Regions from separate parts of the Mus musculus genome. Here region 2 is linked to region 1. A link is a contact called in public promoter capture Hi-C data. All regions are on one chromosome and are shown on one strand. Each heading gives the region's core, a stretch centred on a gene start, on an enhancer-like site or on the middle of the called end of the contact. The rest is flanking DNA. Distances are from core to core; before and after follow the strand shown. Region 1 holds the start of Mir9-3hg (Mir9-3 host gene). Region 2 has its middle 16 kb from the start of Rlbp1.

Evidence for each region. Promoter capture Hi-C pulls out the DNA fragments that hold promoters and counts their contacts.
Region 2: a promoter capture Hi-C map of trophoblast stem cells shows a contact between it and region 1, with 5 times the contacts expected there. The contact joins the enhancer-like site here to the promoter of Mir9-3hg in region 1. A contact is called at or near these places in 2 of 39 promoter capture datasets (embryonic stem cells and trophoblast stem cells), 1 of 15 datasets of contacts at CTCF or cohesin (embryonic stem cells), 10 of 484 Hi-C or Micro-C datasets (the HL-1 cell line, embryonic stem cells, nephron progenitors and 1 more), 8 of 115 datasets of contacts at active chromatin or transcription factors (the HPC-7 cell line, bone marrow-derived dendritic cells, embryonic stem cells and 2 more) and 2 of 9 other capture datasets (liver and pancreatic islet).

What each region holds. Positions count from the first base shown.
Region 1 is chr7:79,496,203-79,501,752 of GRCm38.p6, forward strand. It overlaps Mir9-3hg (Mir9-3 host gene), which reads left to right and starts at 3,824. Exons shown (of 3, transcript NR_040314.1): 1 at 3,824-4,048.
Region 2 is chr7:79,367,529-79,373,839 of GRCm38.p6, forward strand. No RefSeq gene overlaps it. Among named protein-coding and RNA genes, the nearest start is that of Rlbp1, 16 kb to the right of the region's middle. Within about 2 kb of position 4,188, at least 13 of the 459 cell types and tissues checked have an H3K27ac peak or open chromatin away from gene starts, as enhancers often do. A contact at or near this core is called in the HPC-7 cell line and trophoblast stem cells, where this site is marked.

The sequences.
Region 1 (5,550 bases), core at 2,574-5,073:
CGTCAGCACGCCAGAGCCGCTAGGTCAGGACAGCGGACCACAGGACCCCGGGTTTGCCCGCAAGAACGAAAGGAAAAAAATGTGAATAGGAGTGTGGGAGACTCTTAGGAACATCTGTGTCTGCGAGAGCTTTCATTTAGTCTGGGCAGATCTCGGAGCTCTGCAGGCCTCACCAAATGCAGTTCTGGAGCCAAGAGGAGGGGGAGGGATCCTTTGAGCCGCAGAGCCTGCAGCCAGCCGCAAGGTTCTGATCCGGATGGATTCGAGTCCCGAGGCCTCTCTCTCTCTCTCTCTCTCTCTCTCTCTCTCTCTCTCTCTCTCTCTCTCTCTCTCTCTCTCTCTCTCTCTCTCTCTCTCTCTCTCTCTCTCTGCTTCCCAGGACTGGCAGGAGAGGCGCCCATTGTCCTGCGCACTCCATTTGCATCCTGAGCTCTACGCACACCCTTTCTTGGGTCACAGTCCCCCATCCTTGCCCTCTCACGGGCCCCTCGGTGACTATACTTTGGACGCCTGCTCCTGAGAAGTTAGACTAATCCTGGCGATGGCCAAAACAGGCAGACCAGAGGCTCGATCAACTTCTAGAAGGTCCTGGGCATCAGGGTTGCCCCTGGATTTGACGACTTGACCCCCCCAACCCCCTCTCCCGAGCAAGAGGGTCATGCTTCAGTGACCTTGCTCTGGGAAAAGCGATGGTCAGCCTTTGCTGAGTTTTCCTGGGCCACTGACCTTCCGAACTTTCTTGTTGTTTCATGGCTTCAAGAGTTAGAGACAGTGTCAGGCTCCCGGCCTGTCTAAGGAGTTTCTGGTACACAGGGCCTCTGAACCCTTTTCTGAATATTGACCTCAGAGCTGAGCTCACTGCAAGATTCACATCTCTCTGCATCCCCGGTCCCTATGGGAGGAGCACAGGGTTCTCTTTTGGCCATATTCATGAATCTGGGAACACATAGCAAGACCATGGTTAGCAAGACCTTCCCCCATTTCTCAGTGAGTCTGGGAAGTTGTGCTGGGAAGGCAGTTTGGGCCCAGGGCACAGCAGCGCTTCCGGGGGTGACCCCTACTAAAGCTGGACCCCTGTCCCTACTCTTTCGGCCCAGGAGCAGCTTTGAGATGCTGGCTGGAGGGTGCAGGAGCAAGGAAAGCCAAGAAGGGGACTACTGGATATGAGAGTGCAGATAGAAGACTGGAGATGTGACTACCATCTGGGCTGCTTGTCCCTTCCCCATCTCATTCCTGATCCAGTTCTCTCTCAAAAAACAAAAAACAAACAAACAAACACAATAATACAACCACTGGGACCAAACACCCAGCCGCAAACCAAAGGGCTTTCAGAATGAGGTGAGTGGGTCAGATTCATTCGAGGCAGAGTTGCTTTCTCTCTCTCTCTCTCTCTCTCTCTCTCTCTCTCTCTCTCTCTCTCTCTCTCTCTCTTTCTCTCTCTCGTGAGATCCATGTAACCTCAAAACGAACCTGCCCTTTTCAGTGACTTTACTTCATCCAAAAAAGGCTGCCGAGGGCGGGAGCTTAGGGGACGAACACTGACGCCGGGGCTAGAGCCGCAGAGGCCTAATGGATTCAAGGCCTGCGCAGGCAGAGGCGCACCCGCCGGCCTGCCCGCGCTCTCAGGAGCTGACAATGGAGTCCCGGGGTGACCTGAACAAAGAATTTGGAAGTAGTTAAACTGCAGAACACGTCCTGGGCCTGGGTGCCTCCTTTCAAAAAGAGCGCTGGGAGAAGAAAAGAAAGCACTGGGGGGTGAAGGGGGCGAGAAAATGCCCAGGGGAAAAGTTGGTAGGTCGCCCTAGTTGCCGCCAGCTACCAGACGCCAGGAATTCAATAGGAAGTGGGGGAGGGGAGGAGTGGCCGAGCCTGCCAGACTGTTAAGGAGTGGCTGAGAAAGTTAGGGGAATGCTGGGGTTCCAAAACAAGAGATAGCCTTTACCTCGGGCAAGGACTCCCCCCACCCCCAACACTCTTTCTAGATCAAGTCTTCGAGGTTAGTGTGATCAAAGAGGCCAAGGGAAGATCGACTTCACCTTAGGGACTACCTCAGAAGCCTGTGGATGGAGTGCGAGGAGAAAGAGTTGGGGCCTTCAAGGCTTCCCCACGAAGACCTGCCCCCCCCCCTCTAAGTCACTGTACTATATCTTAATCTCCCAGGGTCTCCTAGGCTGCTCTGTCGGGTCTCTGGATATGTCGCCCTTTCGGATCCTTTTCTGGAAGCTTGTTTCTGGGTTGCTGTCTCCATCCAGTTCTGGAAGTCTGACTCATCACCTTCATCCTGTCTCCTGCTTTTCCGCTTTTCTTTCCCCTCTTTCTCTTCTTGCCTTGTTCTGCACAGTCAGCAATCTGGATTCTTCTAATAAGAATCTCCCCCCAAAACACAAAACACACACACACACACACACACACTTTTTCCCTTTTAAGATCAGGCCTCCAAGAGTAGAGATTAAGGCCAGTTAATATGTTATCTTATGTTTTTCTGGACTAAATTTTCCACCATGAACACCAGCACAACCCGGGAAGAGAAGACGTCTAGAAAACCAACTATACTGATCTCAAACTAATTTTAAGAGGAGGCATCTAGGAAGATCGTGGAGACCAACACAGTAAAAATAAATAAATAAATAAATAAATAAATAAATAAATAAATAAATAAATAAATAAAATAAAGTAGCAGGGGAAATAATCAGAGCAAGACCAGGAAGAAGAAAGGAGCGGTGGCAGGCACAGCTTCCGGGAGGTGGTGTTCTAGGAATCCGGGAGAGCATGCCCCATTCAAACGGCTCAACTCCCTCCTTTGGGAGGCGATCAGTTTGCAAGGGGTTAACTGCGTTGCTCATGAACTTGGCCTGTCTGTCTGGCTCAGGATGAATGATGAGACACGCTGACAAGTTCGGCCGGAGGGACCTCCCCTGCTGTGGTGGCGAGAGAAGCACACTGGCAGAAGGGACCCTGAGCGAACCACAGGGACGCAAGAGGAAGAGGTGGTTCCGCAGGTCAGGCACTCGGGTCTGCCTGCCCTCTCTGTTCCCGCCTCCTCTTGACCTTTCGCCCCCTTCCTCGTAGCTTCCTAATATCATCTTGGAGCACTAGAATTTTCAGGGGCTCTGACTCTGAGTCCCAGAACCCTGTACCCGCCCTGTGGACAATGCCGAGCGCGATGCAGCCGGGCTCTGGAGCCTGACCCGGGGAGGCCGGATTCAGCATTTGGACAGCGGCTCGGGGGCCGGTTTGCGGCCCAAAGAGTTTGCAGGTGCACCGCCCTGGATGAGGCGAGGTAGGGGACACTCTGGGTCTCGGAGGAGCGTGATCCAGGTTGGAACGCAACCCAGACTGTCAACGAAACACGTTCCTGCGAGCTAAAGAATCCCTTCCGAGCCCTCATTGCGACCACCAAACCAGCCAATCCCTCGTGGGTTCCCTCAGCCAACACTTGTGTGTGTGAAAAGATCAAATGCCCCCATTGCATCCAGAGCGCAGACGTCCCTCAAATCCTAGGCTCTCCATTCTTCCCCGAGCATCCTGGATCCCTGGGCTTGGAGCTGCCTGTGAGGCTTCCAGCCCTCTGCTTGTCACCACTTCCCAGGTGGTTGGTGGCTCTGGGTGAACCCAGTGGAGCGGGGCGTTTGCGGGGAGGGCTGTTCGGATGCAAGCTGGGCGCGGGCAGGCTGGGCCGGGTCGCAGGGCAGGGCGCCCCTCGTCTCCTGCCTCCGCCTCTCGGTTCCGCACTGGTCCGAGTGAAGCCAGGGGGGGCGGGGGGGAGCCGCGCTGACGTCACTGCGGGCCGTGCCCGCCCGAGAAGGCGGCGCTGAGCCGCTCAGAGCCGGGAGAAGCGGCGCGCCGCCAGGAACCCCCGCGCCACCGCCGCCGCGCCTGCCTCCAGCAGCTCTCGGCCACGCGACCGTGCGGTCAGCGGCGCTTGGAGGGCGGCCGGAGCTGGGCCTGAGCCTGGAGACTCGCCTGATCCCGGGCGGCCGAACCACCATCACCACAACCGCCCCACCCCCGCCGTCGCCTCGTGGGGCCCCGGCCCCCTCCCGGGTCCGTAAGTGTCACTGCCTTCTGCGTCTCGGCCGGGCTAGAAGAGAGGGGCTAGGGCGTCAGGTTGGTAGTCTCCACTAAGACAGTGTCAGGGAGCCGGCTGGACTGGTTCAGGGGCCTGGGGTATCTCTGTGGGTCCCTCTTGAACATCTCAAGGGCTCAGGGCTTTTCTTGACTACAGGGGGGTTGGGGGTTAAGCTCTAATTGTGGGTCAGAGCTCAGGCATCTCCCGCAAATCTTCAAGACCAAGGTCAAGGGTCTTGGGATAGCGAGATGAGACGCGCCTGCGGTGTTCAGAAAGGGACAGGGTGAGAGGTCCGATGGAAGTTGTGGGGAGGTAGAGAGAGAGAGGTTTGAGGGAAAGAATGTTTCTGAAAGAGGTTTCAGGGAGTCCCCTCCCTAAGTCCTACCCGTGACTTTCTTCTGCCTTCTTATCCCTCACCGCTCCCCCCCCACACACACACACACCAACACACAAATAACCTACAAAGTGGCTTCCTGGAAAAAAATTTTTTTGAGAAAAATGAAACACATAGCACCCACTCTAAGCAAGATTTGTGACGTCTTTTTCCCCTTTTAAATAGGAAGTTGGGAGAGCCCTCCTTTCAGTACTCCACTCCATGCTTTGGGGCAGGCCTTTTGGAGCTGTCTGTGGGCGTCTCTGACACTCCCTCCAGTCTAGCTTTGAGCTGAGAAGAACAAGGGAACCATGGATGGAGCTTGAGGCTGTTTAGGGTCATCTCTGGGAGAAGCTTGGGTGGTAGGGTGTCACAGGAAGGAGGCAGCTGGCTCTAGCAAGGAGAGGCTCCAGGCCAAATCTCTGGAGCAGCAAAGACATCCAAAAAAATACAATCTCTGAGCCATTGTGGCAGAGAGGCCAGATGCTGGGCTTCAAGGGGAGAGAGACCCTCTTTGAATCTTCTTCATATTGGGGGTGTGTGATAGGTTCTTAAGGGGGTCTGGAGTTTGAGGGTCTGGCTTTCAGTCAAGGGAGGTCAGAGGTAGGTTAAGTAGGCACAGACATAGGGGTGCACCTCAGGAGCCTCCAGGAGCAATACTGGCTGGTCACGGGAAAGGCTTGGCATTTTGAGGAAGGTATTTTGAGGTCCCTGTTTAGAAAAGCCCACACCCTGCTGCCTGCCTTCACCTCAGCTGTTGAGGAAGTGGGCAGGTTAAAAGACAGAAAGGAAGATACTGTCCAATCGGCCATGTGTGTTTGAGGGGAGGTGTGGAGGCCTCTGTACCCTCTGGGTACAGGGAACTGGCTCCATCTGTGGTAACCCAAAGCTGGGTCTCCTTGTGAACAGCCCTTCAAGCCTCCAGACAATAGGAAGATCAGCTTAATCAAAGCTTGAGCCCAAGGAAGGGATGGGAGAGAAAAGCTGCCAGGGGGAAGAGGCACCTGGAATCAGCCTGGGCTGTGGCTAGAGATTCTGTGTCCTAATTACAGCCCAGAGGGGGATGAAAGGGAGCGTTGCTGCCAGGCTGAATGGCAGGCCAAGTGGC
Region 2 (6,311 bases), core at 2,938-5,437, 130 kb before region 1:
CAAAGTCGTAGCAGAAGGCAGTAGTTAGACTTGTGTTTGAAGAAGCTGCCAAAGTCCCAGATAGCCAGAGAGTGAGGAAAGAGAACAAGAGATAGGAAAGACACAGACATCAAGACCCTCAGAAATGTGGGACCCCTTACCGGAGGGGCAGGGCTGAGCTCTGCAAAGACTGTCTGCATACCTCCTGTCCACTCATAACGCCTGCTGGCTAGAGATGAGTGTAAGACAGCTTTGTAAAGATGCTAAATCTACTGCCTTGTCATATCTCCCACTCTCTGAATAAAGCACAATTTAAAGATTGAATTCCTGGGCCTGGAGAGATGACTCGGTTAAGAGTGCCACCGCTTTTTCGAAGGACTCAGGTTCAGTTCCTGGTACCCACATCAGTATCAGGCAGCTCACTACAGCCTGGAACACCAGATGAACTGGATACAACACCGTATTCTGATTTCCACAGGCACCTAAACACACACACACATACGCAATTTAAAAAGTAAAATCGGGGCTGGTGAGATGGCTCAGTGGGTAAGAGCACTGACTGCTCTTCTGAAGGTCCTGAGTTCAAATCCCAGCAACCACATGGTGGTTCACAACCACCCATAATGAGATCTGATGCCCTCTTCTGGTGCGTCTGGAGCAAGTAGGGCCAACCAGAGCAAGCAGAGGTCCTAAAAATTCAATCCCCAACAACCACATGAAGGCTCACAACCATGTGTTCAGTTACAGTGTACCCATATACATTAAATAAATAAATAAATAAATAAATAAATAAATCTTTTTTTAAAAGTAAAATCATTTTTTTCTGATATTCGTTATACTATAGGTAACATTTCTCATGTTGAGGACATTAAATAAATAAATAAATAAATAAATAAATCTTTTTTAAAAAGTAAAATCATTTTTTTCTGATATTCGTTATACTATAGGTAACATTTCTCATGTTGAGGACCCAGTGTCTAATTAGATAGCACTCCATATTGTAGCCCCTACCCTACTCTATTCCTTCTCTCTCTTTCTCTTTCTCCCCTTCCCTGTGTCCCTAGGACAACTTACAGGAAGTGCCCATTTTCATGAACTACGTTGCAGACAGGTGTGGTGGCACACACCTTTAATTCTATTTGTCTGTGGTTTCAAGAACAGCCTGCTTGATACAAGTTCCAGTCCAGCCAGAGCTACATAGTGAGAACCTGTCTCAAACAATTAAAAAAAAAAAAAAAAAAAAAAAGCTATTACAAGCAATCTACTTTGAACTGCTGAGCCTTTCCCCGGAGAAGACATACTCCTCTCTCCTTGTGGCTCTGGGCCACCCCAGTGTCTCTACAAACACACATCAGTTTCCTCTTTATCTTTTTCTTCTTCCTTTTTCTGACGATGGGGAAATGAAATTCGCACAGCATCATTCCCCTTCCCCTCTCCTGTCTATACCTCTCCCATGCCCGGATTATAGTGAGTAAATTGTATAAGGCCACCCTTAGAGGCTGAGCATCTGAGCCAAAGGGATGCCGGAGCAGGGTCCCATACTAGCCACTTCCTGGCCCTTTGACTCTATGTAGGAACTAATGCTAGATTTTAAAGTTTCTAAAAAATAAGATTAAAAAATAATAATGCCTATTTCTTGGTGGTGTGGCACATACCTTTAATTCCAGCACGGAGGAGACTGAAGCAGGAGGATTGCTCTGAGGACAAGCCCAGAATGGCAAAAACATAGTACAACCCTGACAGAAAAAAAAAAAAAATGGTGATTGAAAGGCTCACATCACACTTTTCATGGTTTCTGTGTGGTTTTTAACAGTGGTTTTTAGCTGGACAGTGTGAAACTTGACGTTCAACTCCATACCAGAGCTTCTAAAACTGAGAAACCCAAGGGCAAAGCCGAGACAAGCCTGGATATATAGTTACTAGAACATTCCTAGACTTGGAGATGCCGAGAAACTGCAGACAGGCACCATCAAGTCCTGGTCCCAAACTTTTCCTTCTTTATGCAGTCGCATGGGGGAACTACAAGTTAAAGTTGATTAAGATTTGACAGGCTGCATGGTAGACACATAGGGAGAGGGAGGGGCCGTGGCTATGCAATAAAGGTGTCAGATTTCAAGATGGTTACTTCCACAGCCTCCAGACCTGAGACAAAAGCCTGGCAGACCGTGTGGGCCTTTTCTCCCACCAGTAGGACCCCAACTGATGGGCTGGCTGCATCAGGATATGTTACACAACAGTTACAGTCCAATCAGCCATCCTATCTTTCTTCAAACTGACCCTCCCTAACTAAGGGGAGAAAACTCTTCAGAGATTTAAAACAAAGAAACAAACAAAACAGTACTTTAGGTGCAGGAGAGATGGCTCAGTGGTTAAGAGGTTCTGAGTTCAATTCCCAGCAACCACATCATGGCTCACGACCATCTTTGATGGGATCTGATGCCCTCTTCTGGCATGCAGGTACACATACAGATAGACACTCATATACATAAAATGAATAAATAAAATAAATCATAAGTGTGTGCTCCCTCACATCTTCCTTCAACTAGCTGTTCCTGTTGTGTTTGAAATTTCTCTGCTCCTGCATGTCTCCTGCCCCTTTACTTCTTTAACTAGAGGAGAAAACTAGCTTGATTAAGACCTCTTAACAGGCTTACAAGGCTGGCAAGGCTAGTTCCACCAAGTTACTCTTGAACTTAGAAACATCTTGATGCCAAGCTGGTGCACCAGACCACACACGTGCAGGGCTGGGGATATGGCTCACACAAGGCCCTATGTCTCATAGAGGCTGGAGGTCCTGAAGTTTAAGGTCGCCTTCATCTACATAACAACTTTAGTTTGTCTGGACTAACCTCATGAGTCTGGACTAGTTGGGTTGTTTGTGGGGGGGGGGGGTTGTTTTGTTTGGTTTTTGTTGGTTGGGATTTTGTTTTTAGTTTTATTGTTGTTTTTTATTTATTTTATTTATTTATATGAGTACACTGTAGCTGTCTTCAGCCACACCAGAAGAGGGCATCGGATCCCATTACAGATGGTTGTGAACCACCATGTGGTTGCTGGGAATTGAACTCAGGACCTCTGGAAGAGAAGTCATTGTTCTTAACCGCTGAGCCATCTCTCCAGCCCTGAGTTCCCGTGGGTTTTGTTTGTTTGGTTGGTTGGTTGGTTGGTTTTGGTTTTTGGTTTTTTGAAATCTGGGATGAGGCTGCGGTCATGGCAGAGTAACTTTAAACCTTCCCATTCCCCAGACGATCCTGGCAGGCAGAGGTTACGAGCTGCTCTATTGGAAGCGTTGATGGAGTCTTGAATGTGCAGTCCCCTGGAAGTCTTGCTGAAAATGCAGCTCTAATTTGATAAATCTGGGTAGAGCCTCAGATTCTGCCACCCCAACAATCTCCCAAACAGGGCAGTGCTTACTTCCTGGGAGCACCCCCTTGAATGGAGGTTCTGCAAGTTTCAGGGGAGCCTGCAAGCTTCCAGGTCTAACACTGATTTTCTTCAGCATTGGAGCTGTGCTCCCCCACCCTGACAACAAGAGCAGAGATGGTCCAGTGCATCCCTCTGGTGTGTCTTCATCTCTTCTCTTAGCTGACTTCACGTAAGACCAAAAAAGTACATGCCTTCGCCGTCCAGGCAGCAGTAGCCTACTCCAGAGTCACCCAGTGAACTCTCTGCTCACAGCAGTGGCCAACTCAGTTCAGAGCCTATCTTTCCACCCATGCCTGACTGATTGGCCTCCAGAGTCTGCTGGTCCACATTCTCTGAAAGTTCACACAAGGAGGGCAGAAACACATAGCTGCAGTCTGCCAATTCATATCCTGCCCCACTTTGTGGCCGAATTCTTGCCTCAGGCCAGATGTTTCCAGAAGGATATCGTTATATGGACCAAATGGTTGTCATAAAACTCAGGGCTCTTTGTTCCTGTTCCTGTGGTTTTCAAGATATTGTATTGTCCTTCCTCCATCTCATTAGCGCAGGAAGGTGAGACGCTTGTTGAATCACAGATAAAGGAGGGATCGGATCTTATGGGGCTGAACAGGTCAGATTTTAACATTCGCGGTCTCCCCACACCTCCTAAGGGAGCAGCACCACCTTCCCAGACAGGGCTAAGGGGCAGCCACATTGCATGTCACCTCCACCTTCTGTGTCCACGTCCTCCGACTGTGCCTAAGCAAGACCAGCAGGGGGCAGTGTGAACACATGGAGCAGGCTCAATGGGTCCCAAGTCCATGGCTTCTCCCTCACAAAGCCATTGGGTCCTCTTGTTATGATGGCCCCTGAGCTAAGGCCTTGCCTTGCAGACTGTAGATATACTTCGGCATCCTCTTGGAGCTTGAGTGGGAGCCAAGGCTGCCTGTCCTGAAAGCTTCCTGGCCAGAATCTACTTGCAGTGTTTTCCCTATCCCTGTCTATGAAGTGCAGTTACCACTCATCAGGAAGCCTGGGCTACACTGTGGTGGGTTGCTGGAACTTAGAGATCCAGGAGAGATGGGAGTCAGCCAAAACTATCAACCACGATTCTCTCAGGTTTGTAATATAATGCTAGAAAAGCAATCAGAAGTGTACGTGTGGTGTGTGTGTGTGTGTGTGTGTGTGTGTGTGTGTGTGTGTATGTGTGTGTGTTACTAAGTAGCCTTGGCTGGCCTTGAACTTATTATGTAAACCATACATGTAAACTTACAAAGATTTACCTGCCTTTACTGCAGAGCTCCAGATTTAAAGGGAAATGCCACCACACCTTAGAAGAATAACTGGAAACCAAACAAAACAAAATACTCATTTCTCAGAGCAAGGGAGATGGCTTGGTAGGTAAAGTGGCCCCATGCCCAGAAGACAGTGCCACACACTGAGGGTGCCACGTTCCCAGCAAGCAAAGTCTTCAACAGGAATCCTCACACGTGCTCAAAACCACTACATACTTGTGGCTGCCAGTTTTATGGATGGAAAGCATTTTGTATTTGTCAAGACAGGCAGATCTGGGAAATGTAAGTTGTGCTGGCTAGTGTAGTGTCAACTTGATATGAAACTAGAGTCCTTTTTAAAGAGGGCACTCAACTGAGAAAATGCCTCCACCAGATTGGCCTGCAGACAAGCCTGTTATGGCCCATTTTCTTGATGGATGATGAGAGAGAGCCCAGCTCACTGTGGGTGGGACTATCCCTGGCTGGTGGTCCTGGATGCTGTAAGAAATGAGGATGGCTGGACCTAGTAATGCATGCTTTTAATCTCAGCACTCTGGAGGCAAGTGGATCTCTATGAGTTCAAGGTCAACTTGGTCTACAAATTGAGTTCCAGGATAGCCAGAGCTACACAGAGAAACCCTGTCTGGAACAACCAGAGAGAGGCAGTGGGGTGGAGGGACGTGGCATATTCTTGTAATCCCAGAGCTGAGGGACAGAGACAGGAGGATTCCTGGGACTTGCTGGCCAGTCAGTCTAGCTGAAACAGTAAGTTCAGATTCAGTGTGATACCCTGACTCAAATAAGGTGATAAGCAATAGAAGAAGACACCCAACATTGACCTCTGGCCTCTATATATGCATACATGGGTAAACACACACACATAAATAAATAAATAAATAAATAAATAAATAAATAAATAAATAAATAAGAAAAAATAAAAATAGCCAGGCATGATGGCACATGCCTCTAATCCCAGTACTCAAAAGGTAGAGGCAGGCAGATTTCTGAGTTTGAGGCCAGCCTGGTCTACAAAATGAGTTTTAGAACAGACGGGGCTACACAGAAAGACATCACTGTCTCAAAAGCAAAACAAAGCAACAACAAAAGGAAAAAATCAAGTTTTTACTCAGTCAAATACTTGTTCTCTGCTAGTCCCTCGCTGTCGTCCCCTGGCCTGGTTTCCCTGGACATAACTGCAATGTTCTCATCCTTGAGATGCCTTTAGCTCCAGGAGATCTGAAGACATCCCTCAGTGTTAGGATTCCATACCAAAGTTCCATAGAAGGTTTAGTTGAAAAGAGAGCTTCCGCTTTTAAAACATCGCTAAGAGAAATTTGGGGGAAGTCCTCACTGGCCAGCCCTGTACCCTCTGGCCACAGAAACAGTAATTTATTATGATTCTTCCCCCAGCTCAGACGTTCTGTGGAAAGACAATGGAGGACTGTTGACTGTGAGAGCTATAAAGAAGGAAACTTCCTGGGTAAAGAATACTCACTGTAAACCTTGGGGTAGAAAGATTTAAGAGTCTGGCAGTGGTAGCTCATGCCTTTAGTCCCAGCACTCAGGAGGCAGAGGCAGGCCAGCCTGGTCTACAGAGTGAGTTCCATGACAGCCAAGGCTACACAGAAAAACCCTGTCTTAAAAAAAAAGAAC